Regions from separate parts of the Cricetulus griseus genome. Here region 1 is linked to region 2. The links are chromatin contacts, called in public Hi-C maps. All regions are on one chromosome and are shown on one strand. The core of a region is the stretch at or near the end of the contact, and the rest is flanking DNA. Distances in the headings are between cores, read along the strand shown. Region 1 overlaps Cmip (C-Maf-inducing protein). Region 2 overlaps Cmip (C-Maf-inducing protein).

Region 1 (6,768 bases), core at 2,923-5,422, 62 kb before region 2:
AAGCACAAGTTACAAGCTGGGGGCTTGTGGTCATCGGTATAAAGCTGGGGAAACATCTTCAAGCCATGCTTTTCAGTCTAGGAGGCGGCTGTACAGAAAAATAAAGATGTCTAGGTTCTTTTGAAAAAAAAAAAAAAAAAAAAAAACAGGAAGATGGGCCAGACTACATATTGAACCATGTGGGTTTTCCTGTCTGGCATTTATTGCAAACATCCTTCTTCAAAAGTCAGGTAGTTCCCAGGTGCCCCAGAAGAGGAAACATGGAGGCTGGTCAAAAACTAGCATCATTGGGTTGGTACCATAGCCCTCCGGGGTGTAAAAAATAAGTAAGGGGCTAGTTAGATGGCCCAGCAAGTAAAGGCATTTGCTGTACAAGCCTAGTGACCTGAGTTTGATCCCTGGAACTCACAGAAAGGTGAAAGAGAGAAATCACTACACATAATTGTCATGACCAGCACGCACGCGCGCGCGCGCACGCGCGCACACACACACACACACACACACACACACACACACACACACACACACACACGCCCCAATAGAGTAATATTTTTTTTAGAAAAGATACTAGGGGCTAGAGGGATGGCTCAGTGACTGCTGCTCCTCCAGAGACCGGAGTTTGGTTCTTACTACCCATGTCAGGTGGCTCACAACCACCTGTTACTCTAGCTCCAGGGGATCTGATGCCTTCTGAATGCACCCACACATATGTGACTTTCTCTCTCTATCCCCTCTCTCAAAATGAAAAGAAAAATGTGATTTTTCCTCCTAAGCAGCCACTCCTACTCCCCTCTTCCATTTGATTTCACTGGCGCTGTGGCTTTGGAGAACTGAGGCGCAGGACACTGTGAGGGCTCTACTTCTCACACTGCAACGTGCACACGTGCCCCCCAGTATGCTTGTAAGCATGTGTGCAAATGCGCAGCTGGCACGTTCAAGTCCTGGAGGCCACATCTCTTTCAAGCCTGACCAATGCTGAGAGCACTGGTCTTCGGAGGCGTCCTGAGTGTCTGGCTTCATAGTTGAACCCTTTTCGCTCTCACTGACTGTCCTCCCCGTTGACTCCTAAGTTCTGTGCCTTCTGGGACTCATGACCTTTCTGGTCACACATCATGGCAGCTGCTGTTTGGCCTTTGTTCCCTGCCTGGATCAAAGAGCAAGCCCAGCTGTGGGAAGGCCACAGAGGGTGATTGCTAGTGGTTGGAGGGCCACCAGGAGACCCTGGCAAAGGAGGGCCCTGACCAAGGGTTCCAGGGGACCCTCTAACAGTGGCTTCCAGGATGTGGAGGTGTCTCTGGGACCTAAAGCTGGAAGTGCTGAAGGCCTTGCCTCCACCTCTCTAAGAAGTTTTCCCATGTGTTCTGATGGATGAAATGTCCCAGCTGCCACACTCAGAGCCTCCTCCTCTCCCTGCCCAGTTGCAGGCCAGGAGGACCTGCAGCAACCCTGGCCTGCTTCTGCCCTGGCTCCTGCTCCCACAACTAGGTGTTTTAAAGTAGGACCTGGAACCCCACCAAGAGCACCACGGGTATTCTGAAAAAAAAAAAAAAAATCCAGTCTTCGTGTGACCCAATGAGGACTTATATCAGCGCTCCCACTATCTCACTCCAGCTGTGCTTGCTATGGCCAGGGCCTGCCTGCCTTCTCTGCATACACCTTCCTCTCACCTGGGACACCCCAGGCTTCCTCTTATCCTTTGAATTCAACATATGTGGCCTCCTCTTGGAAGGGATGGTCCTTGGTTTCCCCATGCCATACAGAACCCTGACTGGCTTCCTTTGTCACTCTTCCCTTACTCCTACCCATCTTTGTCTATTCCTGGTGTGCCAGTCCTTGTGCTGGAGAAGCAGCTCTAAGGATGGCCAGGCAGGGGAAGGAGGTATGTAGCCCAGGATCAGACAGCGGAGGGGGGGGGGGCAGGGAGGGGAGGGTCAGCAGGGAGGGCTTACCTTCAGATCTTCGTAGGTGTCAGCCGAGAGCTTGGTGCTGTTCATATTTAAACTGCAAAGACTCTTCATGGCTGGATAAGAATAGACAGACAGACTGAGACCACATGAAAAACTATGGCAGGATGGGGACACTAAAACTGCAGGCCACTCTCAGTGTGGATGGGCAAGGGAGCTGAGATGGTAGTGGGTTCAGTCATCGTGACCACCAGGTAGTCCATTTCATACTCTGGGGTTCAGAGCTGGGTCTTTTTTTGGGACCTCTGTCCTCTCCCCTTCAGATCTAGCCCCACCTCTGGGGATCCTGAATGCTCCCTAGCATTGCTGACTCACATTTCTGACTTTTGGTCTCAAGAGCCATACGGTGCTTGCTGGAGACGTATCCAAATGCTTTTGTTGGGATGCCGAGGGGGAGGGGCAGACCAGTGGGGGTTCCCCACTGTGAATCAGATCCAAGCACCCATGTGTGACTCCTGCAGGAATATCCTGCAGGGAGCTGCTCAAACATCACTCCTTTTCCCCACCTCAGAGCTCCCGCCATCCACAACTGGTACCCAAGCTTGGTAGTAGTGCCACAGCCACTTGTGTGATCTACTGTTACTCTCTGCCACCTCCTGAGGCCTGTTTGGTCGTTTCACAGATGAGTCATGAGGCCTCTTATCTAAGGTAGCAAGTTAGAAAACAGGGAAACACAGCATGCAGATTCCCAGGCTGTGCCCCCTTGTTCAGAGCTCTGTGGAACCAGTGTCCTAGCCCCTTCCCCGGGCTCCTGTTACTAAATGCTTCTCAATCTGGACAGGCCCAGGAATGCCTGGGGACCCAGCAGCACAGAGGCAGTGTTTCTGAGCAGCTGCCGAGTCTGGAGCTGCAGCTGCCGAGGCTGGAGCTGCTGTGACACCAGTGGCAATGGTGCCCTAGAAAACTTTATGGTGTTTTACAGTGGATGGATGGAAGGCACAGGCCAATCTCACAAACTTCCCCCCTTTCCTCTACATTTCTAGCTCCCTGAGGGCAGGGACACCCCTCTGTGTGTTCCCAGCACCTTGCCTGTGCCAGCGTGCAATAGTCTGCTACAAACTGGTTATTAATGAACTGCTTGCTTCCTTCTCAGGGTGTCCAGCTAGGGGTCAGCCCACCTGCCACAGACTGGGTACTCACAGCTGAGGGCCAGCAGGCCAGCGTCGGTGACTGGGGTCTCACACAGGTTCAGCACCTGGAGCATAGTGAGGTGTTCCGACAGGAGCCGCAGGCCGGCGTCTCCAAACTGTGGGGCACATGGGTTTTTAGACTCTCTAGGCCCAGGGGAGGGGACCCTAAGGCTGGGCAAGAGTGGGAGGTGATGGGATCTAGCTATGAGGCCATGCCCTCTTCTCAGAGTCACACATCCCTTTGTCTCAAGTTCATATCTAGTTTCTGACTGGGACATATGCCAAGCAAGGGCCTCTATGAGAGTCTGAACCCAGGGGCTGAAGCCAGAAGGCAGCACTTGGGTGGCCTTTCCAAGAGACAGAAGAGCCTGTGTACCTCAAAGGGTTAGGCCAGTGGGACCACACTGAGACCCAGCAGGCTCCAAGAGAATACTCATGTACTTCTTTCTCCCTGACAGGCCAGAGAGACCCAAGGTGAACTCTCAGCCCTGTGTTTCCCAGCTTAGAGGTCTGTGCAGGGTTTGCCCTGGGCTTCAGTGTTCCCAACTGGGAAATGGGCCGACAAGTGGCATGAGGTTCCCAACCGCCTCCTGTCTGGGGGAATGGGTTAGGGTTATGCGTGCAGAGCCAGTGGCTGAGCCCATGAGATCTGGGCAAAAAGATGTAGTATGGGGGGTGAGGAAGAGGATGGGGTGTGGGGTGTGGGCGGGGCGGCACCTGCGTGGACCACAGATTGAGCTGCTTGAGGGAAGGCAGTTTGATGAGGTGCTCGGCGCAGGCACTGGTGACGTTGGTGAAGGCCAAGCTGAGGTTCTCCAGGTTTCCAAAGGAGCCAGAGCTCAGCAGGCGGGCCAGGTCCGCATCCTGCAGTGGGTAGCATGATGCTCAGGGCAGGCTGGGGCATCTATCATGTGGGCCTCATGCCCTCTCCCCTTGCCTTGTCTGCAGCCAACACTGTCTCTGACCACACCGAGGGCCTCGTGTCCCCGGGAGCCGAAGGGTGGTGGCTCGGCCTGTGGTGTGACTCACAGCTTGAGTCACGGCCGGGCTGCAACCAAGGCCAGCCCCCTCCCAAGCAGAGCGTGCACATGCACACGTGTGCTGTGCCTGTGTATGTGTGAGCGTGCAGATGCATGCACACCCCCTGGCCAGCAGCTCCTGTGGGGTTTCCATGTGAACAGCCAGTTGCCACCCTCAGTCCCAAGCCAGCAGAGGGCCACACATGCTGCATGCCCTGGACTGAGGGTCTTGTCTTTGACTTTTAGCTGTCCCCTGAATTACAGCTAATGCCCCAGCCTCCTTTGCAGCTAATTGTGGCCCGAATATGGACAATGAGATTTAAATGGAACGTCTAAGACGAATCTCTAAGGGAAGGGCGGGCTGTACCCTGCCACTTCCTCCTTCCTTGCTGGCTGGGATGGAGCCACAGTGGCTGGTGCCTGGGCAGGCTTCCTGGTCCATGAGCAGGAAGCCATGCCTTGAGGACAGTGGGGTAGCAGGAAATTAGATCCCCAAAGACTTTGGAAAATGGGAAAACGTTGTGTAGATCTCATAGGGTTGTAAAAGTCAAACAGACTAACAGTCCAGTGCCTATTAGCTATTGTTACCATGGTTACTAGCAAGGCTTCGGCAATACTGCTGATGTCACCAGCAACCTTTTGTCTTTTTTGAGGTGCCGGAGACTGAACTTGGAGCCTCCACAAATGCTAAACTGGTACTCTACCCGTGAACTGCAACCCCAGCATCAGGATCAAAAACAAGCTTTAGCATAACATCTTAATTCTGCTTGGTTTTCGTTTCTTTCCCTTCAGTCCACTTACCTCCTAGAAGAGTTGGCCCAACTCCCTTCCCATGGTCAAACCTTCTCTCCCCTCCTGGTCAAACCTCATCCCAGCAGCTGGCCAGTTCACCTCCCTGCTCTGCCCATCTTGTCCCACCCCACCCCACGCCTGCAGACTAAAAGCTACTTACCGTGGACTTGGAGGGCAGTGTTAGCCTGGTGGGCCCGCCTTTCCTTTGCTGCAATAGAAAGGAGACCAGTTAAGTCATACATCCCCTCTGCCACCAGCCTCATGAAGCCGTGGCTACTTTCTTGGGCAAGAAGGCACCATGGTGGCCACAGCACAGGCAGCTTATGGCATATGTGACAACCAAGAAATAGTGGAAGAGGAAAAAGGGAAGGTACTCTGATTGGAAGGGACATCACCCACCCAGTTCTTGTTGGGGTAAGTGGCACCACTTCCACCAAAAGTCCTGGCAAATGATACAGAGAGTTTACACCAGATGTCTCATGGTAAGGACCTGGGCTGTGCACACCTTTTGTCAAGAGCCATAGTGGGGAGGGAGGATGGCTCCAGGGAAAAGAACAGCCCGATGGGCCTGTGTGTGCACGTGTGTAGATAGCCTCTCAGCTAGGACTGGGTATGACAATGACTCCCGGGCCCCTGCAATGAATGGAAGTGGGTTGTGTGACTTCAGCCCACCTGCTTTACCTGGGTCCATCTAGAATCATGTGAGTAGTACAGGGAACATTCCCAAACTCTTTGGGTGTGGAGGAGCAGTCCCAAGGGGCCATCTCATGCTCTGGGAACAGCGAGCAATGGGGAGGGCTTACCAGCTCCTTCAGCTCCCGCTGCCGGTCGCACAGCTGTTCGTACATGCGTTTGCCCACGTCTGTGCTCTCCAGCGTGGAGATGATCTGCAGTTGGGTGTCGTTGTTGTCGATGATGTTGTATTCCAGCATCAAGCACAGGATCTGCCAGGAGTCATGGGGGTGTGTCAGGGAGTGGCCTGCCACAGGACCCTGGCATATGCTGTTCCCAAAATTTGGAGTACTCTGCCTTTGACCCCATGTTACCGTCTCAATCCTACCTCCGGGAAAATTTAAGCTTTTTCCAACAGGTCAGTAGATTCCTTCCTGTTCCTCCCTGTAAGGTGGAATCCTATTCACACCCCTTGACTGATGGGCAGCTTGGTGACTGCTTTTAGAGGGTAGAATGTGGCAAGGTGATGCCTTCCAATTCTGACAGCTATTATAAAATCCCGTTGCTCATGGGACAGGTGCTCTGGGAGTGTCTGGCTCTGGGGGACACTTCGTAGAGTATCAGGGAAAAGGGGACCAACGAGGAACAGTTAGAAGTGGCACGAGGGCCCTGGGCTTGTGCTCTTGATAACTGAGCAGTGACCCTGAAGTCACACAAAGCAGAGAGAAGCTGGGGCTGCCTCAGTCCTCCGGTCAGAGAAAAAAGCCTTCCGAAGGACCCCATGGGTGACAACCCCAGAGACCCCAATGGAGAACAGCTCAGGCGGGCCTGCCTACACCTTGGTCTGTTAATGGTTCTGGACTTCATGCACAGACAGTTGCTATGTAGTAATAGGCAATCAGAACAGAAACTTGTAGACAGCTGTGACCAACATGATGGATCCCAACTGGAATGAACCAGCAGCAGTCTGAGATAGGCAGCCACACACACAGTCAAGAGGCTACAACCACACCTGCCTTGCCCACACTGCTGGCTCCTCACACAGATCCCGTGTGAGGCCACCTGTGCCAGGGCCTCACCTCCGCCATGGTCTGGTTCCCTCTCAGTGCCAGGAGCATGCAGGGGCCCAGCTTGTTTTCTGCCAGTGAGAGCAGAAACTTTTTGGTCTTGTAACAGGAGCCCATGAGGATG
Region 2 (7,109 bases), core at 585-3,084:
GGGAGAGACAGAGCCAGGGTGATAGTGCTTGTACAGAGCCCCAAGCTTCCCATGCCAGGAGTGCTCTGGCTTAGCCTTCAGCAAGGGGGGCAAGATGAGCTGTCACCTCAGGGCCCTCTGTCATCCTGACCTGGTGCCCCAGCAATCCTGTCACAAGCCAGGTCTCCTCCCTGTGTGGGGTATAGGATGAGATTCCTGGACTCCTGAGAGTATGAGCAGCAAAGAGCCTATGCAGGGACCTTGACAGTGACTGCCCTCGACCAGGGGCTCTGAACACATACAGGTCCATCCTCACTGCATGGCAACTGCCCAGTATACTTCTAAGAAGCCGTTTGTCTTGGCAATGTCTTCATTCTCTTGGGCTCCAGCCCCTCTTCCATAAGTCGAGAGAGACAAAGGCTTCGAAGAGCTATCCTGAGGTTCAAGACGGCAAATGTATGTGGAACACAGACATAGGGTATTCAAGAGCCTAGGAAACCCTGTGTGGCCAACACTAGTAGGAAGTCTTTGTGAGGATTCACTGGTCTGCCAGGAGGCCAGAAGAGGTGAGGAGGGGGTGTAGCAGGGGCACTGGTTTCTACAGACCCACTTCACTTCCCTCACAAACAATAGGTTCTATGGTCTTCACAAAGACTCAGTAAGTGAGGTGCTTCTGACACCCCATTTCAGAGAAGAAAACTGAGGCATCAGTCAGTATTTTCTTTCCACGGACAACACACAAATACAGTGGCTGCCCTCCTACAGTATAGCACTTTTACTTTTTCATCCTCCAAAGCACAGAGCGGGGACAGAGGTCTGAACAGGGGTGGCTATGAGGCCATACCTTCCAGGGACTTGGGAAAGCCTGCTAGGGAGAAGCTGTGGACAGCTGTAGACAGCTGTGGCCCTGTGTATACAAAGGCTAGCCAGCCTCTTGTCACACACTGCACCTGTGCCCTGTCCCGGGGCCTGTTGTGTTTTTATTGACCCACTTTCCCTAGAGAACACAATCATTGCAGGTTTTACGACTTCTGTGCAGTGGCCTCTGAACCATACCAGGAAGCCAAGACCAAGCTGCAGAGTCTCAGTTGTGTAGGGGAGGGCAAGGCACCTGGCTAAGGGTTCAATCACCAGTCATAATACTCCTCAAGGTATCTAGGCAGGCTTGCCCCTCACGGCTGTGTGCACTGGAGCTCTCGTCTCCAAAGCCCAGAGAGAAAAACAGGCCAGTTTCTCACAGTTTTGTAATCATATGCCGTGCCCTTATATCCTGAACACCGTTGGTGTCACACAACCTAGGCTGTCCCCTCATAGCCTTGTTATACACATGGCTTAGTTAGTGCACACAGTTGGCCTGTCCTTTCACAGTAACATATATTTGGATGGGTCATTCTTTTTTTTTTGGGGGGGGGGGCCTTGAACACCCGTTAGGCCTTTCTTCTTATGACCTAGTACAATATAACAAGCCTGTTCCCTCCCAGGGTTGTATAACAGATCTGTCTCCTTACAGCCTTTACACATGGATGGGCCTGTCTCCTCGAAGCTTCATACACACAGTAGGACCTTATCTGTCATGCCAGGCTTGTCTCTTCATGGCCTTGTACACATGGATGGACCTGTCTCCTAACAGCTGTGTACACACAGTAGGATCTTATCTGTCCTCTCAAGCTTGTCTGCTCACAGCCTTTCACACACAGAAGCACCTGTGACCTCATGGCCTTGTACACATGGCAGGCTGTTCCCTCGAAGCCTCGTACACATAGGCTATCTCTGCAGATCCTGTCCTCTGAGGGCCGGGGCAGGAGCAAAGAGGAGCATCTGAGTCAGAACTGAGGCCTCATTAACTCTGTATGACTGTTTATGTTCCACACCCAAGGGAATTGGCCTCAAGGGCCTACTGCCTAAACCAAACAGGACAGCCTCCCCAGCGAGCCCCAGACTGCAGGCTGGGGATTTGGGTAGGGCAGAACAACTCTTTCCCATCCCATTCCTAGTACAGGAGGGGGCTCGTCCCCCTATGGGACTCCAGGCTTCTCTGGGCTCCCCTGACCAAGGCTGCTGTGGGAGAGAAGGCAAGGGAACGAGGGAGAAAGAAAGGACTCAGGGCTCATAGCCTCAGAACCAACCACTCGATCAAGAGAATCTATCCCGGCAGAGAAAATGGTGGTGAGGGAACCTCTCAGCCAAGAGGGTCATGATGGCAGTGGGGAGCACACAAGGAGACCCCAGTAGAGACCTCCTGACTATTTTTTTTTTAAATCAGGCAAGAATCCTACAAGGGGGCTTGGTCACACTTTGTTGTGTCCCTCAGGACAGCCTGAGGTGGACTCCGCAGCATCCCTTGGCTGAGGAGCCCTGTCCTGCTAAAGGGCCATATGCTGTATTTGCAGAAAAATCGTTTTAAGATCCAGTTTTGCCATCCTGAGGAAACACACTGCCCTGGGCAAGTCCAGGCAAGTTAAACTGGGAGACACAGTATCTGAGAGGAGTGCGTCACACTACAAAAAGAGCACACTCTATATATACTCCCTGTAGTAGGCCACATGCAGAAAATTCACAAATTCAAACCGTGGTTGTGGGATTGCTAAATGTCCTAAATTCTGACGTTCCACTGTCAGCTCCCCCCACCCCCACCCCGCCCCGTGTTAAAAATGAAAAAAAGGAGCAAGTAAATAAAAAAAGAAGAGAGCTCCATGATGGCTGCCTTTACCTGTGGAGGAAAAGAGTGGCTGGGCTGACTCAGAGCCAGAGAGAGAGTTGCATCCTGAATGGGCGGATGAGTCCAAATCTCAGGCAGTCTAACAGAGAGGAGGCAGGATGGACCCACAGGTCTGGATTAAAGTTGCTGTGCAACTATGGGCAAGCTGTTTGGCCTCTCTGAACTCTAGTTCCCATACTGGCTAAATGACAGCAGAACAGAAGTGTCTAAGCTAGGCCTGATACATTATGAGCTTCAGTAACTGTATTCAGTTAAATGAACCAACCCCCAGATCTGTTTGGACAGGACAAGGAAAAGCAAGGGTTAGAATCCAGGACTTCCAGCTGACATTACTAGCTGGAAGTATTCCCCCTAACAGCTTATGATTCTCCGTCACTTTGCAAGGTTGGACAACAAGGTTTAACAACTCTCACCAAACTTACACCTCCAGGAGCCATCATTAAATCACGTTGCTATACCAAGAGACCACTGCCACCTAGTGGCCGAATACCCAAATCATCCCAGGCCAACTGCCCCAAGGAGACTACACTAGCATCTCATACAAGCTTATATGGTAGGAATGAGGGTCACCACCTAACTCTTGGAGGAGGGGACAGCGCCTGGCAAGGCCACTGCCATCCTCTGACAACTTTGGCTTAGTTTTCCTGGGTGCTTTCAAAGAAAGTTTTCACTCACTGAATTTAGGAATCATAAAGATGGCAGGCACCACCAGAATTGAGACCCAGGCCCTTTAAGAACCACTGGAGACCCAAGGACATCCTCCTTAGCTCTAGATTCACTTTGTAAATCTCACACATAATCAATCCTAGGCTTCAACTCTGAAATGATCTTTCCACCAAAGTCTCTTGGAATTTCATTTTCTTGTAAGCCTCCAACTGGTGGCAAGCCTCCTGCCTCAGACTCCTAAGTGCTAGAAACATAGGCATGTGCCACCAAGCTCAGCTTGAAACTCCATTTTACGCCACTTCATAAGCACAGCTTCGGAGGTGTGCCTGGAGTGCAGGTGGAGGAAACATTCACCACCTTCAAAAGGTTGGTGGTGAGTCAGGATCCCCTGAACCTTCCTGGGCCTTTGCAGGTTGCAGGAAGCTGAGCTGCAGACTGAGCCTACCTTTCCTGGACTAAGCCTGGCACAGACAGGAATGAACTTCACAGAGGCACGGCACTGGTGAAACGGAGAGCAAGAATCCTGCCTAGTTGCCTGTACACAGTAGGTGCTCAATAAATGCAGTGTCACCCTAATGATTCCTACTTGGCTCAGACTCGGCACCAGGCAGAGAGCAAGAAGATGAACAGATAACCGGGGAGGAGAGGAACATTTCTCGGGGACAATCATGTGATTTTTCTGGGTTCTCCTTCGCTCTATTGCATGCTGCCAGCCTCAGGCCCTTCAGGCCACCATGGCATGGTCCACACCTACAATGGTGAGTGCTGAAACACGGTTCAGAAGGCAGAGGAGGGAGACAAGAGATATTCTAGGATGCACCACCGATGCCCTGTGACCGGGATCCATCGCCTGGGCCACGGAACTGGGTCCCCCGGGGGCTTTTCTCATCAGGAAAGCTGGCCCGGGCCTAAGAAGTGACAGCAGGAATCTGCCATCTCCAAGTGCCAGAAGCTTGAAACTTCCACATGAGTGAGAAAGAGAGTGAGGCTGGAGAGCCAGGCCACCAAAAGGAGCAAGATTGGTGAACACGAGCCACTCTGCACACTTCCAAAGCTTCTTGTTCAAGGAACCTTCTGGACCCCAGAATCCAGCCTCCCTGGACCCCAGGTCTGCCCTCCCTGTGATGAAAGCAGGCCTAGGATCCTCCTGGAAGCAAGGGAGCAGCAGTTGAATGGCTCCAAGCTGAGTGGCCACCACCTGCTTCTATCACAAGGCACAGCACTTGGGGGGGGGGAGGGAGCAGAGGCTTCCAACAAGAGCAGTTGAGCCACCCAAGAGGCGACATTCCCCACCTCCAGGCCAGTGTCCTGCCTGGTTCTCAGCCAGCACTCTGTAAGCCCCAAGTAGCAGCTGCAAAACCACCAGTAGGGGTCTGACTTACCTTCCACTGCAGAGAATGGAACCACTGATCTCGCAGGTAGCTGTTGGCAGCCTGTAACAAGAAGAACAGGAGAGTGGCAGGTCATTATTTTCTGGAATGTCTCAAACCATCTTACTGATCTCCACACAAGCCCCTAACCACTGCCATCTGCTCCGAGGCCCTAGTTTGCCTCTTGAAAAACTGTGTACTGACCCTTGAGAACAAAATCAGAACAGAAGACATGGCTGCCAGGATGGGATAGTTTTGCTTGGTATAAGAGCTGGAGCACTTTCCCTGTGTTTATACATACTGATTGACTTTGGATGGTGGGAACTGGCCAAATAAGTGGACCAGTGCCTCTGTTCTGTCAGGACTGCCCAGGAACCTGGCCTCTCACACCCATGGTTCTCTCAACACTCCCCACAACCGGCTTCCAACACTTTGCACATATGTACCAGAGCTGAGCCTTGGAAAGACCCAGGCTTAAGTCATGGCCTTGATCACAGCCTAGGTGTGAGCAAGTCATCCAATGACACAAGGCCTTCAGAGGCCTGTGAAGAGAAGCACCACCCTCCCAAGTCTGTGGCTTACCTGCACCCCCAGCTCTGGTCAGCACTGACTCAGTATCTGGTCTCATGATGATGAGCCATGGGGTGTGCAACATTGGGATGGTGCAAATACCTTGAAGATGTTCAACAAAGGCTCACCCAAGTAAACGGCTCTGGCCACAGCATGTGCTGCCTTCTCTGGTATGAATAATCTCCACAGTTAGTGCTATCAAGGAGACTTTTCTCTGGTGTGAATAATCTTCACAGTTAGCGCTCTCAAGGAGACTTGGAGTTCTCGTGAGCAAGGGTAAACCAGGATGGGCCTGCTCCAGTACAGCCCTAGTCCATAGCTGTGTCTATACTTTTAACATATCACAGTGGTGGGAGGAATGATGGGGGGGGTGCTCCAAAAACATGCACAAACTAACCACCTGTGGTGGCACTATCCTGTGGGGGTAAAGAGATGCCACAGATGGTACATCGAGGCTCTTGTGACAGGGAGCCCACTCTGGATTATGTAGTGGCCCAGTGGGATCACAGCATCCATGAGAGGGAGGCAGGAGGGCCAATCAGACTAAAGCAGGGAGATGGTGAAAGCCATAGATTCCAAGGAGCATCCAGAATCTAGGAAAGGAGACAGACTCCCTCCTGGGCCTCAGAAGCAGAGCGCTGGCCACCCCTGATGCTGGCATGTGGCACTTCTGATCCCAGTGGGCAACTTCAGAAGATCCAACTGATCTTGGGATGAGAGTCAAGTCCAGCCTACCCTGGGCTCCACCGTCACCTTCCTGAGATGGACCTGGGGACTTATATGTCTCAATGGTGTGCACAGTCTCATCATTCCCAGCTCCTTTCCTTCTCCCCTCCCCCACAGTGCAAGCACACACAGTTTGTGACTTGGCTAGTAAGCATGAGCTAATGTGACATGAGAGGGCAGAAGCTTTGCTTTTAAGAGCCAGTGCATGACTTAGCCCTGTCCTCTCCCATGCAGTAGCAGCAGAAATAGCTCAGATGCGTGCTGCAGAACAGACGCCCAGCAGCCTCAGGGAATTGGCCAGTGTGAACTGGGTAAGTGGGCAGATAGATGGATAGGTGGGTAAATGGGTACATGGATGTATGGAGTGGTAAGTGGTTAGGTGCATACGTGGATGGAAAGATGGGATGGATAGATGCACAGAGGGTGGTAAGTGGGTGAAAGGGTAAGTGTGCATGCAGATGGATAGATGGGTAAATGTGTGGCTGCGAAGGTTGTGTGTAGATTGATAGATGAGGTAGGTAAGTACACAGAAGGATAAGTGGGTGGACGGACGGATGGATGGATGGATGGATGGATACATGGATGGATACACGGATGGATGGGTGTGTATGTAGATTGATGGATGAGGTAGATTTGCTGACAGATCTAAGTGGATAGGTGCATTCACGGATGGATGCACAAGCACAGGAGAGGAAAAAGGAGAGGGAAGTAAACAAGAGGATTGGTGACAACATCCATATACCCATTTCATGGATCCTCAAAGAACCCTTCAACTCTGACACCCTCTTTTGCTGAGTCTCCCAAAACAAGCATGGCAGTAAGTCCCTGAACACCTGTGTCCCAGGCTTGGATTGTCTTTGATTCTGTGATAACCAAGGAGACAAGTACTGTGGTCCAGTTACACGTGAAGAAATGAGGCCCAGAAGCTTCCCACTGCTCAGAGCACTTGGCTAGCAGAGCAGACTGGGATCATACCCCAGGCCCATCTCTCTCGTGGCCTGCTTGCCCCAGAACCCCCTGGGGAGCAGGCAAACAGTGTACCTGGCTCTTATGGGTTTGGGCCGTGGCTCTAGGAGCTG

What was found. A called contact is a pair of places that touch in the nucleus more often than the background predicts.
Region 1: a contact with region 2 is called in a Hi-C map of fibroblasts, with 2.3 times the contacts expected there. The contact joins two enhancer-like sites. A contact is called at or near these places in 3 of 8 Hi-C or Micro-C datasets (the CHO-K1 cell line, fibroblasts and liver).

The regions. Positions count from the first base shown.
Region 1 is chr3:194,064,150-194,070,917 of CriGri-PICRH-1.0, reverse strand. It overlaps Cmip (C-Maf-inducing protein), which reads right to left. Exons shown (of 20, transcript XM_027410781.2): 15 at 6,657-6,768; 16 at 5,709-5,849; 17 at 5,066-5,113; 18 at 3,105-3,210; 19 at 1,950-2,020. Among named protein-coding and RNA genes, the nearest start is that of Plcg2, 49 kb to the left of the region's middle. Within about 2 kb of position 4,172, at least 3 of the 6 cell types and tissues checked have open chromatin away from gene starts, as enhancers often do. A contact at or near this core is called in the CHO-K1 cell line and fibroblasts, where this site is marked.
Region 2 is chr3:193,999,731-194,006,839 of CriGri-PICRH-1.0, reverse strand. It overlaps Cmip (C-Maf-inducing protein), which reads right to left. Exons shown (of 20, transcript XM_027410781.2): 3 at 4,747-4,797. Among named protein-coding and RNA genes, the nearest start is that of Plcg2, 110 kb to the left of the region's middle. Within about 2 kb of position 1,834, at least 2 of the 6 cell types and tissues checked have open chromatin away from gene starts, as enhancers often do. A contact at or near this core is called in the CHO-K1 cell line and fibroblasts, where this site is marked.